Linked DNA regions of Mus musculus: all the other regions are linked to region 1. The links are chromatin contacts, called in public Hi-C and HiChIP or PLAC-seq maps. All regions are on one chromosome and are shown on one strand. Each heading gives the region's core, a stretch centred on a gene start, on an enhancer-like site or on the middle of the called end of the contact. The rest is flanking DNA. Distances are from core to core; before and after follow the strand shown.

Region 1 (4,031 bases), core at 531-3,030:
CAGAGCTCTCTCTCCACCCAGTCCTTTCATTTTCTCACTCCTGTAGCATGTCACAGTGGGCTTATTCCAGCACACATTTATTAAGTTATCACGTCTCTCAGTGCTGGGCATCTGGGCAACTTCCAGTTCTGACTGTAAGCAATTGTAACAAATATTCTTAAATGGCACTGAAGCACTATGGGTACCCAACTCCCAAAAGTAGGATGGCTGGCCTAAGGAGAAGGCACTTACAATTCCCTCAGAGGGTGCCAAACTGCCTATGCAAGGGGCATTCTCTGTTTCCCTGCAGCCCTGACTACATTTAGCAAATCAGGAAATTTCTAAATATGATAGTTCGCCATTGTGGTCATTTCTCTCAGTATGTGAGCATCTTTTTTCTAGGTTCACGGATCATTTGTATTTTGTCTGGATCAACTTGGTTCAGCTCTTACAACCAACTTTCTTACTGAGTTTTTAAAGAACTTCTTAGTCCTTTGGGTTTTTAAAGGGCTTCCTAGGTACTCTAATCCTTTGGTGTGAGATGGTAGGTGGTCAAGGTACAGCCCTAGCTATGACCATTGGGATGAGCAATGTCACGTGTTAGAATGCACACATCATCTAACAACCCTTGTGTGCAAATCTCTGTGGCAGTGTTGGGTCCTCTCCTGGTTCTGCACCCTCCTGTGGCCAGGCTGGACATGATGAGTGGATGAGTGGCTGTAACAGATTCCCTGCCCCACGCTCACCACAAGCAGGGCTGGCTGTACTCATTCCGTTTTGCTTTGGGTTCTCTTGGCTGCTTCCAACCCATTCTCCAGGTGGCCTCAGGTATCCGTGTCTGGAACATGGAGTAAAGCTACTCTGGGCTCTGCTCCACTTCAAGATGGCTTCTCCCAAGCTCCAGCAGACCCACTCCAGAACCAGCACCCTGTCACCCAGTGAAGCAGAACCTCCCTCACTCCCTGTACTCTTCTCAGGCTCCTTGGTTTCTTCCCACCAACCAGCAGCTACTCCTGGTACTTCACTCTATTCAGTCTCCTCTCTCATAGGCATCCCTGGGCCTCAGACCTGGCTCTCTGGGGGCCTGCTCTGACTCTTCTTAGGGACACCCATTCTTCCCTTGCGACAAGTTCTACCCTTCCTCTAGGGGTACTCCGAAATGGACCTCTCAAAGATCCAAGGGGGGCAGGGAGCCTTCACCTTTGCACTGTCTTATTCTCTCGAAGGAACTGTCCTCTCGACTGTCTTAAGGCTTGGAAGCTGCAGGCCTGAGTCCTTATGGCTTGGGATATTGAGAAGCTGGGGGTTTGGGGGACCTTAAGGACTGAGAGTCTGGGAAGCTGGAGGCCAGATACTCTGAAGACTTAAGATTCTAGGCAGCCAGCGATCTTAGAGTTTTAGGGTCTGAGAAACTGGGGTCTAGAAAAGTAGTTAGGACTTGGGGATCTAGGGAGCTTGGGACCAGAGGAGCTTTAGGAGTCTGGGGCCCGGGAGCCAGGGGAGGCAGGGCCCTTATAGGGGAACAATCACCCGCGAAGCGCAGCCCTATGCCTCTGCCCTTCGGCACTCAGACGTGGGTCCTTGTCTCTCCTGGATGGATCAAGGGAGCAGCCTCGGCTGACACCAGAGCCAGTTGTGACCAAAGGACGCTCGTTCGCACCGACCGGCAACTTCCGCCGGACAGAGCCGGCGCAGCACTCGCCAGGACACCGTGGCGACAGCGGTAGAGTTCCACCTCACGACCCTGAACACTCCCGGCCTTCTGCACACTCGCTGCGCACGCGCAGCCCCTTCGCGCAGGCGCACTCCTCACGCCCCGCGTTCTGGCGTCACGCGGCCTCCGGGCAGTGTGGCCGCCAGGAACGCCGGGTGGAAGCGCGAGCCTTGGAGAAGCTGGTTCCTGCTCGACCCGTGCCTCCTTTAGTCACTCGTGCCTTGGAGCGTCCGCGAGGGCGGGGTCCTCGTGGGATGTGTTCAGCTTTGTGTCTGCAGAGCTGTTAGGAGGGCCTGACACCTCATTGTGCGTAGCTGTGGAAATGAGGGAGGGAGGAAGGCGATCCATAGAATTAATGGTTGCTTCCCTGTCGATGGGATGCTGAGACCACCATTGTGACAGCAGAACCTAAGACAGAGGAGCTGCTGTAGACTTACCAGGTCCTCACCATGATGTTGCAGACAGCTGACAGGAAGTTCAGAAGCATGTGGCTTCTCCACAGTAAAAAGATTGCTGTGGAAAAGAATTCTGACCCTATCCCCAGAGGCAAAATCACATGAGGTCTAGGAGAAAAGCTATGCGGCTTTTGAGCTCCGTGACAGCTAGTCGTGGACTGAGAGATCCTGAAAAGCATCACATCCCCAGATACCATGTCTGACAGTCAACACCTCCCTCACATCTCTGCAATCAGTTCCTTCAGCTCTATACCCACAGCTGCATCCAGAGTCCCTATGCCTCTTCTTTCTCCAGTTCTTTCCAAACAGTAAATTTAACCATGTCGCCCGCACATTTGCCTTCAGTCGGTTAACTATAGGATATGAATAAAGGTTCAGCGTGTAGGTGGGTGGGTGGATAGGTGTACTGACGAGCTGTGGGTGCATGGAGGCACACGTAGGTGTGTGAGTGAGTAGGTGTATAACGGGTTTCACATAGCGTTTTGAATCAGTGCATTGGTTTGAGGCTGGTGTATCTGATGGGACCTCAACAGTCCAGCTGCACCAGCATGGTGTGTAGCTATTTTCTCCAAACTGAAACACCCCACCACACACACACACACACACACACACACACACACACACACACACACACACACAGGGAGGAAGGAGACTCCTAAGCTAATGAAACATACAAGACTCATAAAATTGTAAGACTCAAAAGGCCTCCTCCTCCTGGTTATGTAAACTATGAGTAATTTCTGGGGAAAGAGGACTCTTGATGGAGTCGTGTGCAGGTTGGGCAGGAAGCTCCTGGGATGAAGGTGTTGGAGTGGTCACCCATGCTTTGCTGGGCTGTCTTGATTATTCAGCTGCCTTTAATTTACCCATGTTCCTATAAGTAACTCCTCTAAAATGAATTGGCTTACCAACCTGGATGTGGGTGGAATGGTTTCTGAGGTCTGTTGGTGTCCTGTCTGGAGTGAATAGATACGTTTTGTGGATTTGGTTAATTGCTTGTATTGTGTTAATTGGGTTCCCAAAATATTACATGAGGATCCCACATGTAAGACGCTTCCGTTCCCTGCCCCCAGTTGGTTCTAATTGGTAAACAAGGTTGCTGGTGGCCAATGACTGGGCAGGGAGACAAAGGCAGGACTTTAGTTTTCCCAAGCAAGGGAACCAAGGGCAGAAGGATTTAGTACCACCATGGTGGGGAAACAGAAAGATCAGGCTTGAAAGCTGCAAAAGAGAGCAGCGTACAATCATGTAAGAGCCGGGAAGAATGGCCCCAGTCCCCCTCCCCTTGGGTCTAAGGCAGCAAAGATGGAATATAGATTTTAGTAAGTAATAACTCAGGAGTATCAGAGGGGAGGCTTTAGCAATGTGGAAGTTTGGGAGTGGCCCAGAGATTGAGCAGATTAAGGCTTATTAAGTATAAGGCTGTGTTCATGCGTGCGTGTGTGTCTGTGTGTTTCTCATTCAAGAATCCACAACGTTGGAGCAGTAGTGAGGAACTCTGGCTGCCACTGCTGGGGGATTAATCAACAACAGCAGCAGATATGTGCTCACTCATCTGTATGACAAGTCACAACGCAGGGCTAGCTGGCATCTTCACTGTGCTATGGGTTTTCTCCTGTGACCGCCAGCAGGTTGCTACTGCTCTAAGCATCAGGCATCCCCTACATCCAGTGCCTAGAACCAACTAAACTAGTGGAGCAACAGTGTTGGTGGACATTGGTTAATGCCCTTGCCCACCACCTTTGGATGATGTGGTCTGTGAGAAGTTCCTCTCCTTTCCACTCACGCACGCAAGACTATATGAGTAGTCTGACAAGATCAGTTTGAGGAAGGAGGGCTCTGTTTGGCTCTCAGCTTGAGGGTCTGGAGACACCCACGATGGA
Region 2 (4,031 bases), core at 696-3,195, 460 kb after region 1:
AAGGTCTCAGCAGTGTCCTGGTCTAGCCTGGGTTCATCTTTGGCACCTACACTGCAGGAACAAGCTGGATAGTCCAGTAAGTGGTCTGCAGTGTAGTGTAGTATAGTGTAGTGTGTATTGTTGGGTGATTCTGGAATTTCAATAGGTGGAGGCCATAGTGTTTGAGGTGACCACAGTATGGAGTAGAAGAAGCCCACCTTCGGTATTAGTTTCCTACTAGGAGGGGTGAGGGTATCTTTGGTGTCCAACCAGACCTGCAGAGGACCTGGAAGAGATGTATGGGTGAAGGGCAGAAACTCACTTTCCCCTGTTGTCTTCCACCCTTAAGGCCCCTGTCTTCCTCATACTTCCAGCCCCTCGAGCCCAGATCCACGTCTCTCAACTGGAGTAGACTTGGGCCTCCAGCAACCTGAGAGGCCTGTAGGAATGAGCAGGTCAGGTGAGGGAAGTGTATAGTATTGCAAAGAAGCCTAAGCGGCAGAGAGTTCCATAAGGGTGTATCAGGAGTTCCTTGGCACAGTAGACAAGAACTCAAGTCTTTGTGCTTTTCAGGGCGCTTCGTGTTTAAGGTGTGCAGTATAGCATGGCTCTGAAGCGAGGGCAGGAAGAGCAGGTAGAAACTAGCTGGGCGAGGCCATTTGCTGTGTGGCAAGGGGCCAGGAAGGAGGAGACCCTGAGGCAGAATAGCTGAAGGTATCCAGATGAGCAGAGGAAGGTCTGCAGCAAAACACAGGGAGGGTCAAGGTAAAGGTGAGCCCGCAGTCTCCGCACTTCCGGAGGGCGTGGCCATCCTGTAGACCGCCGTTAAACTGGCAGGTGCCAAGGGACAGCTCTGCCCCTCCCTCTCACCTCACTTTCCTTTTCCGCACCGCACCCTCTCCCTCTCCACCTGCCTCTTCTTTCCTAGCTTTGAGATGCAGAGTACACGCAGTACTGTCTGTCCGCTGCTCCAACTATTTTTGGTGGCGACATCGAGGGCACAAAGCTTAGTTTGTGTCCGCTCGAGCGTTCAGGTCTCGCCCCAGCAATTCTTCCTGCCACTCGTCGCCTACAGGCTTGTCTCTGGATCACCGTTGGCAGCGTCCGGCCTTTGTCCGGCCCTCCTCCACACGCACTGGCGCACATAATGTGATCTTTCGCATCCGGCTTCCCACAGAGGCTGCTCTGGCTTCACCTAGGTTGTAGCCACGTAGTAGGCTCATGCCGGTTGCGGAGGATAGTTGCCGACTGCATGTCTTTCCCCGTGCATCAGGTTGCACTCTGGGTTCATTCTGCCATTGTCATGTAGCTACTGTGAATCCTTGCGGGATTCTCAAAGCTTACCAAGATTGCTCCTGAAGGGCTGAGTGCAAAACTAAGTTCAACCTTAAAAGAGAGGGCCGCACCCTTTTATGAAGTGGAGAATTTTCCTTAAAAACTGCTCTTCTAGTGGCTGGAGGAAGAATGAATATGGGGACAAGGAAGTCTGGGGCTGGCTGTACATGAGAGGGAGGATGGCTTTCCGAAGAGACTTCTGGCGACGTGGCCCCCGGAACTCCCCACCCACTTCGCAGGGCTCAGCTGCTTCTCGCGGAGGCCTGGCGACCCCTGGCGGCGGGTTCCTTCCAGGGCGGCTTCGCAGAGACACTCCCTTCGTGGCTGGGTGGAGCCACATTGCTCCTTCCTCCGCTCCTCCAGGGAACACCTCGGGCGCATGCGCGCCCTCCAGCCTCGCGCTTCCCTAGCCCGGGGTTGCTAAGGCGGTTGATAAGTCGAGGTGCTGATTGGTGAGTTCCAACGGAGTTGGCACCTCCAATCCCCGCCCCCGACCCCGGAAGTGCCTGCCTACGGGATAGACTGGTAGGCACTCAAACGCCAGAGTCATCGTTCATTGGGCCTGAGGGGAGAAGGCGGGCCTCATCCGGAACTGTGATTGGTCGGGGTCCCGAGCGGGCAATCCGAGGCTGTCTAGTGCTGGCTGTATGCGGCGGCGGCGGAGCCGGGTGGAAGGGGCTGCCCGGGCCCTGCCTGAGGCTGTCGCCGCGCTGAGTCGGTGCCTGCCTGCTGGGCCCAGCCCAGAAATCTTCCGCCGCGCCAAGTTCGATCGACCTGAGGCGGTGAGGCTATTCGAGTAGGCGGTCGGGGTCGGGGCAGGCGTTGCCTGGGCTGATGTAGGTGACACCTGATACCCGCTGACTACAAACTCCTCGTTTGCTTCAGGCTCCAGTGCTCTGGCAGCTTCTCTTGCGCGTGCTCTCACCGCTTGCTGCAAACAATACCTGGACCGACCTTGCCCCAGGTAAGCCCCGCCCTCTCAGAAAGCCGCTCCCCAAGGCTATTGTAGTTTTGTCTTAACCCACCAAGTCCCGCCCCATCAAAGCTCCTCTGTTGTTTCCTCCCTTCCTGCAGGCACCTGCTCCTCTCGCTGTTGCGCCCACTTCCATTAGTATAAGTTCCCACTAGCCTTTACCACGCTTACCTGGGTAGTAGTGGCTTTATCACTCCAGTGAAACGCTGAGACTGGCCAACCACTCACAGAAATCCTGCCCGTTGGTTATCACTTTGCCTCCTCATAGACTCTCAGATCTCGCCTCCTTAGTCCACGCTTAGCAGGTTCTAAGCTTAGGGGGTGCTCTCAGGTCCCCAGAGGGATCCAGGTGAAATCTCCAGGTTAGCACCCCCTGATCTGATCATTTCCCACTCCAGAGGCCCAAGCCTGTGTGGTGAAATCAGCACTGGGCTCCCAAGGCTACCCCAGGTCTGTGCTGCTACAATTTCCAGACGGCAGTTCTCAGGGAAGCCGGGAACTGCTGTTGGCCCTGTCTTGGCTCCTCGCCCGAGGACCCTTGCTTGAGCAGCTGCTTGCCCAGACCCGTGTGCAGCTGGGTGACCAGTTGCCCCAGTGGGAGGTGAGTATGTAATTGAGGGTGTCAGAGCCCTGCTTTGCCCAGAACCCGTGGATTTCTCCGGGCTTCCAGCTCATGTGGTATTTGCCCTTGGTGTGGTTCTCATCCAGCTTTGAAGCTGAGGATGTACGTCAGTAGTACAGCTTCCCTGTCCTGGTCCTTCCTCGAGATATGGGATGTATAGCAGGGCTGACTCTTGTTCCCTCTCTACTGTGAGGCCCCAACCAGTCCTGGTCCTCCTGCACCCTTTGTGGAACCAAAGAGCCCCGTGGATCTCCGACTAGTGGAATGGCTGATGGGAAGGCTGCGGTTTAGGTGGCGATGCCTGATCTCTAGTCAGCAGGAGCAGTGTATCCTCCTCAGCAAGGTAATACAGGCACATGGCTCTTCACCCTGTGCCCAGGCTGCCTTTCCCTGGGGTCCATCTCTGTCACCACTATTGGACCACTGGACTGCTGGGCTTATCCCAACTCTGACCTTTACAAGCAGGGACGGACCGTGCTTTACCTGTGTCCTGGTGAGCAAGGTGTGGAAGCCCTCGGTGAAGTTGTCTGGTGCCCTTCTGCAGCCTCTGCCCCCAGTATTACTGGGGTATCCTGAGCCCAGCTCTGTCCTTTCTGGTTATAAGTGGTCTCTAAAGGTGCCCATATTCGGCTGAAAGATCTTGCTGGGAGCTACTCCCCAGCCTGGCTATTTTACCTATTACAGATCCACCTGTACACGCAGGGATGCCACAGCCAACAGAGCCTTGGCCATCTTTCTGTTGCCGAAACAGAGATGCTTAGAGATCCAGAGAGCGGTCAGCAGGTGAGGATTGGCAGGGTGCTGCAGTGGGCGCTGCCTCATGGCAGGGTGTTTGGTCTGTTGGGGAAATACCCGGCTGGTGTTAGGCTTTGACAGCCAATCACTGTCGTTTGTTACTGTGGGTGGCTAGTGTCACAGTTGGGGTTCCGGAAGGGGACCACTGGAATGGGAAAACACTGCTGTCAGGTCTGAGATGAACCTCTAGTTCTACCTGACGTATCTGGAGGTAGGAAAGCCTGAGTGTGAGCAGGCCGGCTGTCCTTCAGAGCCTGGGGCTAGACTCACAGGAATCAGCGTGGGGAGGTTAACAGGAAGGCCAGGGTACTGGCCTGGATGTTTGTA
Region 3 (4,031 bases), core at 557-3,056, 320 kb after region 1:
CAAAGATCCAAATAACAGGTGAAACAGATTCAAACTGCTATCTAGTCACTTGGAAAACACTGGTCACCACTAACCCGTCCCCATGACCTACCTTAACAGCCCCCCCCTTCCCTTAGAAAGTGCAGACAGCATGTGTCTCACTTTCCTTCCATCTAAAGTGAGGCTGGGCAGATATATGTCATATTCATTGAGAACCTACAATGGTGTCCAGTACAAGATGGCACAGCTCAACCAAGGCCACTGGTGCCATGCCCCGGTATGCACAGCTTGGTCACTCTTATTTCCTCCCTTGACCCTGGCTGCAATGCCTGCCTGGCGCACACAGACACAACTCATCAGACAGCCCATTCTTCTGCCTGCAAATGCACCCTTGGTCTGTCCCCAGCGCTGTCTGCCAATTGCTGAGGTCAGTGGATGCTTGTCTTTTGCTTCCAATCAAAGGCAGCCTGTCCACCAAGGCTGATGAAGCTCGGTGAACACAGCCTCTGGTTTCCTAGGTACAAGCCTTACTACTGGCCCCAATAGGGCTGCAATGTCAGACAATATTCATTTCAGCTGGCCACAGACTGACAGACCCTCTGGACTTTGTTTTACCACCCCAGCGAGTGAGGAACATGAGGAAAACACAGGTCCCCTTGTTCTCTTCAAAGCAGACTCTGGCTTTAAGCAGCTGCAGCTGTTTGCAGCTCCCATCCTGGAGTTACAGCAGGAGGCTGCCTCTGGCAGAGGAGCTCCAAATGTAGATGGCAAGGGGTTGGGGTGTCATAGCAGAGGAGGGACCACCCCCACAATGCCTTCCTGGGAAGAAAGGCAGAAAACAGGACTATTGGGTAAACCTGAAGGGCAAGGAGGGACAGCCAGGTCAGATTGATTTGAGTTAGAATTGTTTCAATAAGCTTACTAGAAGATAATAAGACATGGAACCTAGCGGGAGAAAGGCAATTGTGTAAAGCCGTGGATACAAAGAAACAAGACATGCCAGAAAAGCTTTTCCCTAAATTTGTTGACTTTGACCAAAGACAGCCAAAAAGAGGGGGAGGGACATCTGCCACTGAGAGCTTCTTCCTGAGGCCCAGAGCCTAGCCGGCCTTCTCCAGGCCATGCCTGGAATCCCCTGCCTACTGGGCCCTGCAGTCTGATCGGCCACCCGCCCCTCCTATTGGCCCAAGTTCACTGCGAGCAAGGGAGAATGCACCCTGTACCAAATATTTGAGATGCTCTTGAGAAAAACTTAAAAATAAATAAATAAAGCACTGCTGAATATAGGAGGAGGCTGGATGGGCGGAGGTTGCTGGATGGGGCAGCTAGGGAGGACAGATGGTGGCTGAAACTCCTCAAGGAATAAGGGTGGGTGGGGCCTACAGAGTGCGAGAGCCAGGCCTTAGGGGCCTGTGCGGGGACACGCAGGATGGCAACCGGATGAGAGTCACCGGGATACATGGTCACGTCCCTAGGCCCGCGGTCCGCCGCAGGGAGCGTGAGGGGTTCGTAGACCTGGTCACTCCCGCAGCCATCACGTCGCTCGCCTGAGTCCCTGAGAGGGGCACAGCCTGTGCGCCGCCGCGCGCGCTCGCTCCCGCGGCTGGGCGCCGGAGACGCCCTGGGGCGCGCGCCTCACTTCCGGTGGGCGGTGATTGGGTGCGCCGCGCGAGCCCTGCCCCGTCGACCAATAGGCGGCGCGGTGCGGCAGGGGGCGGGGCGCGGGCGCAGCCTGGACACCGCCCGCGGGCCTGCCGGACTCCCGCCGCCCGCCGGCGCCATGTGACCGCGCCGCCGCCCTCCGCGCGCCCGGCCCGCCCGCCCGCCGCGCTCCCGCGGCCCGGCGCAGCCCCAGGCCGCCGAGGGACGGCGGGGCCGGCGCCATGGCCGAGCGGGGCCGCCTCGGCCTGCCCGGCGCGCCCGGAGCGCTCAACACTCCGGTGCCCATGAACCTGTTTGCCACCTGGGAGGTGGACGGCTCCAGCCCCAGCTGCGTGCCCAGGTACGCCCCCGTGCTGCGCTTTGTCCGCGCGCACCTGCCTGCGGGCCGGGACCCCGCGCCCCCGAGCGCGCGCGGGTGACTGCAAGGCGAGGGCCGGGGCGGGGCAGCGGGCCTGTGGCTCGCCCGGCCGGTGCTCTGCCCGCACCTTGACACCTGCGTCCCGGGCCGGGCTGCGCAGCGGACCTCAGGCGGTGGAGCTCTCGGCTAGTGCCACAGCTCTCCTCCGGCGTGCAGCGGCACTGTCACACCCCAGAGGCCTGGGCCTGAGGCTCCCGGGACACGCCGCTGTCTCCTCTCCATCTACCCTGCGGGTGAGGTCTGCGCTCTCTTCACCTGTCGGCCTTGTGTCCGGCGTTGTGACGAGAGCTCCCGAGACCGTTGTACTCTTTGCTTGGAGCTGTTAATTTTGCCGTTGCACAAGCCTGGTCTTTCTCCCCTGGGTAGGCGACCTCCTCCTCGCCCCGTGGAAAGGGTTAGACAAAATTTACCCGCTGGGCGGACACTGTGGCCACCCATCTCTGTGTGGACTACAGCTTCCCATTCTAGTGCCCAGCTTGAAACTTTTGTGATTTCTTGACTTGGCTCCTACTCGGGAGCTTCAGCTAGTGAGAGAAAAGAGGAACTCTAGACACCAGGTTGAGGGCGCTCCAGGCTTCCCTCTGGGGAGTCAGGGAAAGTGGCCTTATCACCAAAGAGCCTTCCAGGCACAGAACTTGGACAGTGTGCCCTGGAGGGGGATCTGAGTAGAGAGATGCTAGGAAGGAGAAGGGGAACTTTCTGTGTTCTTTCAGCAGGCCTCTGAGTGTGGTGTTGGGGGTACAGAGGCCACTAGATAGTGGTTTTACCCTTCTAGAATGCACAAGGCCCTCTGGGTCTGTCTGTGGCTTTGGGAAAGGAAGGATGGATCTGAGGGGCATCTGGAGGACTGAGACCTGAGGGTCAGCTTTTGCCTCAGTGGGAGCATCTCCCAGGCCCCTAAAGCAGGGTGGGGGGAGGGAGAGATGAACTGATCTCCACACTTAATTCTGGCTCTCTACAGCATTGCCCTGAGACTTCACACTGGCCCTTGAATTCCTTTAGCAGTCTCTGAGTTCCCTTAATGAGAGCCAAGGGTCCCCATGCCCCCCACCCCATACACCAGTCAGCCTTTCTCTTTCTCCCTCCCTCTTCTGTTCCCCCTTCCTTCTTTTTCAGAAACACTGAGGCTGTTTGAACTCCTATGCTCTTGTGATCCACATCCCCAACACACACTTGAACTTCTTTTAGAGTTAGAACCGCAGATACAGGTAGCACACTCACCTAAGACTGGAGCCTAAACCTAGTAAGGAAAGGGAGAGAGGCCATTTCCTTTAAAGGTGGACGATTTTTTTTTTCTTTTGAGACAGGGTTTTGCTTTGTAGTCATGAATGGCCTTGAACTTGTTTTTGTAACCCAGGGTGGCCTTGAGCTCTCAGTCCTCCTGCCTCTGCCTCCTGTGTACAGGGATTATAGGCATGCGCACCGTGCCTGCTGTGGTCTGTGTTCTTGAAGATCCTTTTTCCACAGGAGAAGGTAGGGGTCAGGGAAGGCTGGTGGAGGACAGGCTTACACAGAGAGGAAGATGTGAAAGGGGTGAGCAGCAGCAGGTGTTGGGGTGCTCTGGGTGTTGGGCTGGACAGAGACTTTCTCTGGAGGGGTGAGGACCTTGGTCAGGTGGAGCAGATGTTCTGTGTGTTAAAGTATAGAGTGTCAGGACAGTGTTGCATGTTTTCTGACCTGTGTCCTCCTCTGCTCTGCTGCCAGAGGTGCTCACCCTCAGGACTTAGCACACACCTTCTGCACTCAGTCAGCACTCAGCACTCACCCTCAGCACTCAGTCAGCACTCACCTTCAGCACTCATCCTCAGCACTCAGTCAACACTCAGCACTCTCTCTCAGCACTCGCACTCAGCATTCAGCACTCAGTCAGACTCACCCTCAGCACTCAGCACTCACCCTCAGCACTCTCTCTCAGCACTCGCACTCAGCATTCAGCACTCAGTCAGACTCACCCTCAGCACTCAGCACTCAC

Evidence for each region. A called contact is a pair of places that touch in the nucleus more often than the background predicts. HiChIP or PLAC-seq counts read pairs in DNA pulled down with a chosen protein or histone mark.
Region 2: a contact with region 1 is called in a Hi-C map of neutrophils, with 5 times the contacts expected there. The contact joins the promoter of Tedc1 here to the enhancer-like site in region 1. A contact is called at or near these places in 6 of 39 promoter capture datasets (cranial neural crest, embryonic stem cells, frontonasal cranial neural crest and 3 more), 1 of 484 Hi-C or Micro-C datasets (neutrophils), 3 of 115 datasets of contacts at active chromatin or transcription factors (microglia, pancreatic cancer cells and thymic regulatory T cells) and 2 of 9 other capture datasets (adipose tissue and liver).
Region 3: a contact with region 1 is called in an H3K4me3 HiChIP or PLAC-seq map of bone marrow-derived macrophages, with 2.1 times the contacts expected there. The contact joins the promoter of Pacs2 here to the enhancer-like site in region 1. A contact is called at or near these places in 7 of 39 promoter capture datasets (cranial neural crest, embryonic stem cells, maxillary cranial neural crest and 3 more) and 2 of 115 datasets of contacts at active chromatin or transcription factors (bone marrow-derived macrophages and pancreatic cancer cells).

Annotation. Positions count from the first base shown.
Region 1 is chr12:112,691,846-112,695,876 of GRCm38.p6, forward strand. It overlaps Gm30298 (a long non-coding RNA gene), which reads left to right. Exons shown (of 7, transcript XR_003950268.1): 1 at 1-1,999; 2 at 3,615-4,031. Among named protein-coding and RNA genes, the nearest start is that of Gm30298, 4.2 kb to the left of the region's middle. Within about 2 kb of position 1,781, at least 409 of the 459 cell types and tissues checked have an H3K27ac peak or open chromatin away from gene starts, as enhancers often do. A contact at or near this core is called in adipose tissue, bone marrow-derived macrophages, liver and 6 more, where this site is marked.
Region 2 is chr12:113,154,476-113,158,506 of GRCm38.p6, forward strand. It overlaps Tedc1 (tubulin epsilon and delta complex 1), which reads left to right and starts at 1,946. Exons shown (of 8, transcript NM_134041.3): 1 at 1,946-2,096; 2 at 2,200-2,278; 3 at 2,686-2,888; 4 at 3,103-3,252; 5 at 3,594-3,692. The coding sequence starts at 1,962.
Region 3 is chr12:113,012,702-113,016,732 of GRCm38.p6, forward strand. Pacs2 (phosphofurin acidic cluster sorting protein 2) reads left to right here and starts at 1,807. Exons shown (of 24, transcript NM_001081170.1): 1 at 1,807-1,981. The coding sequence starts at 1,863.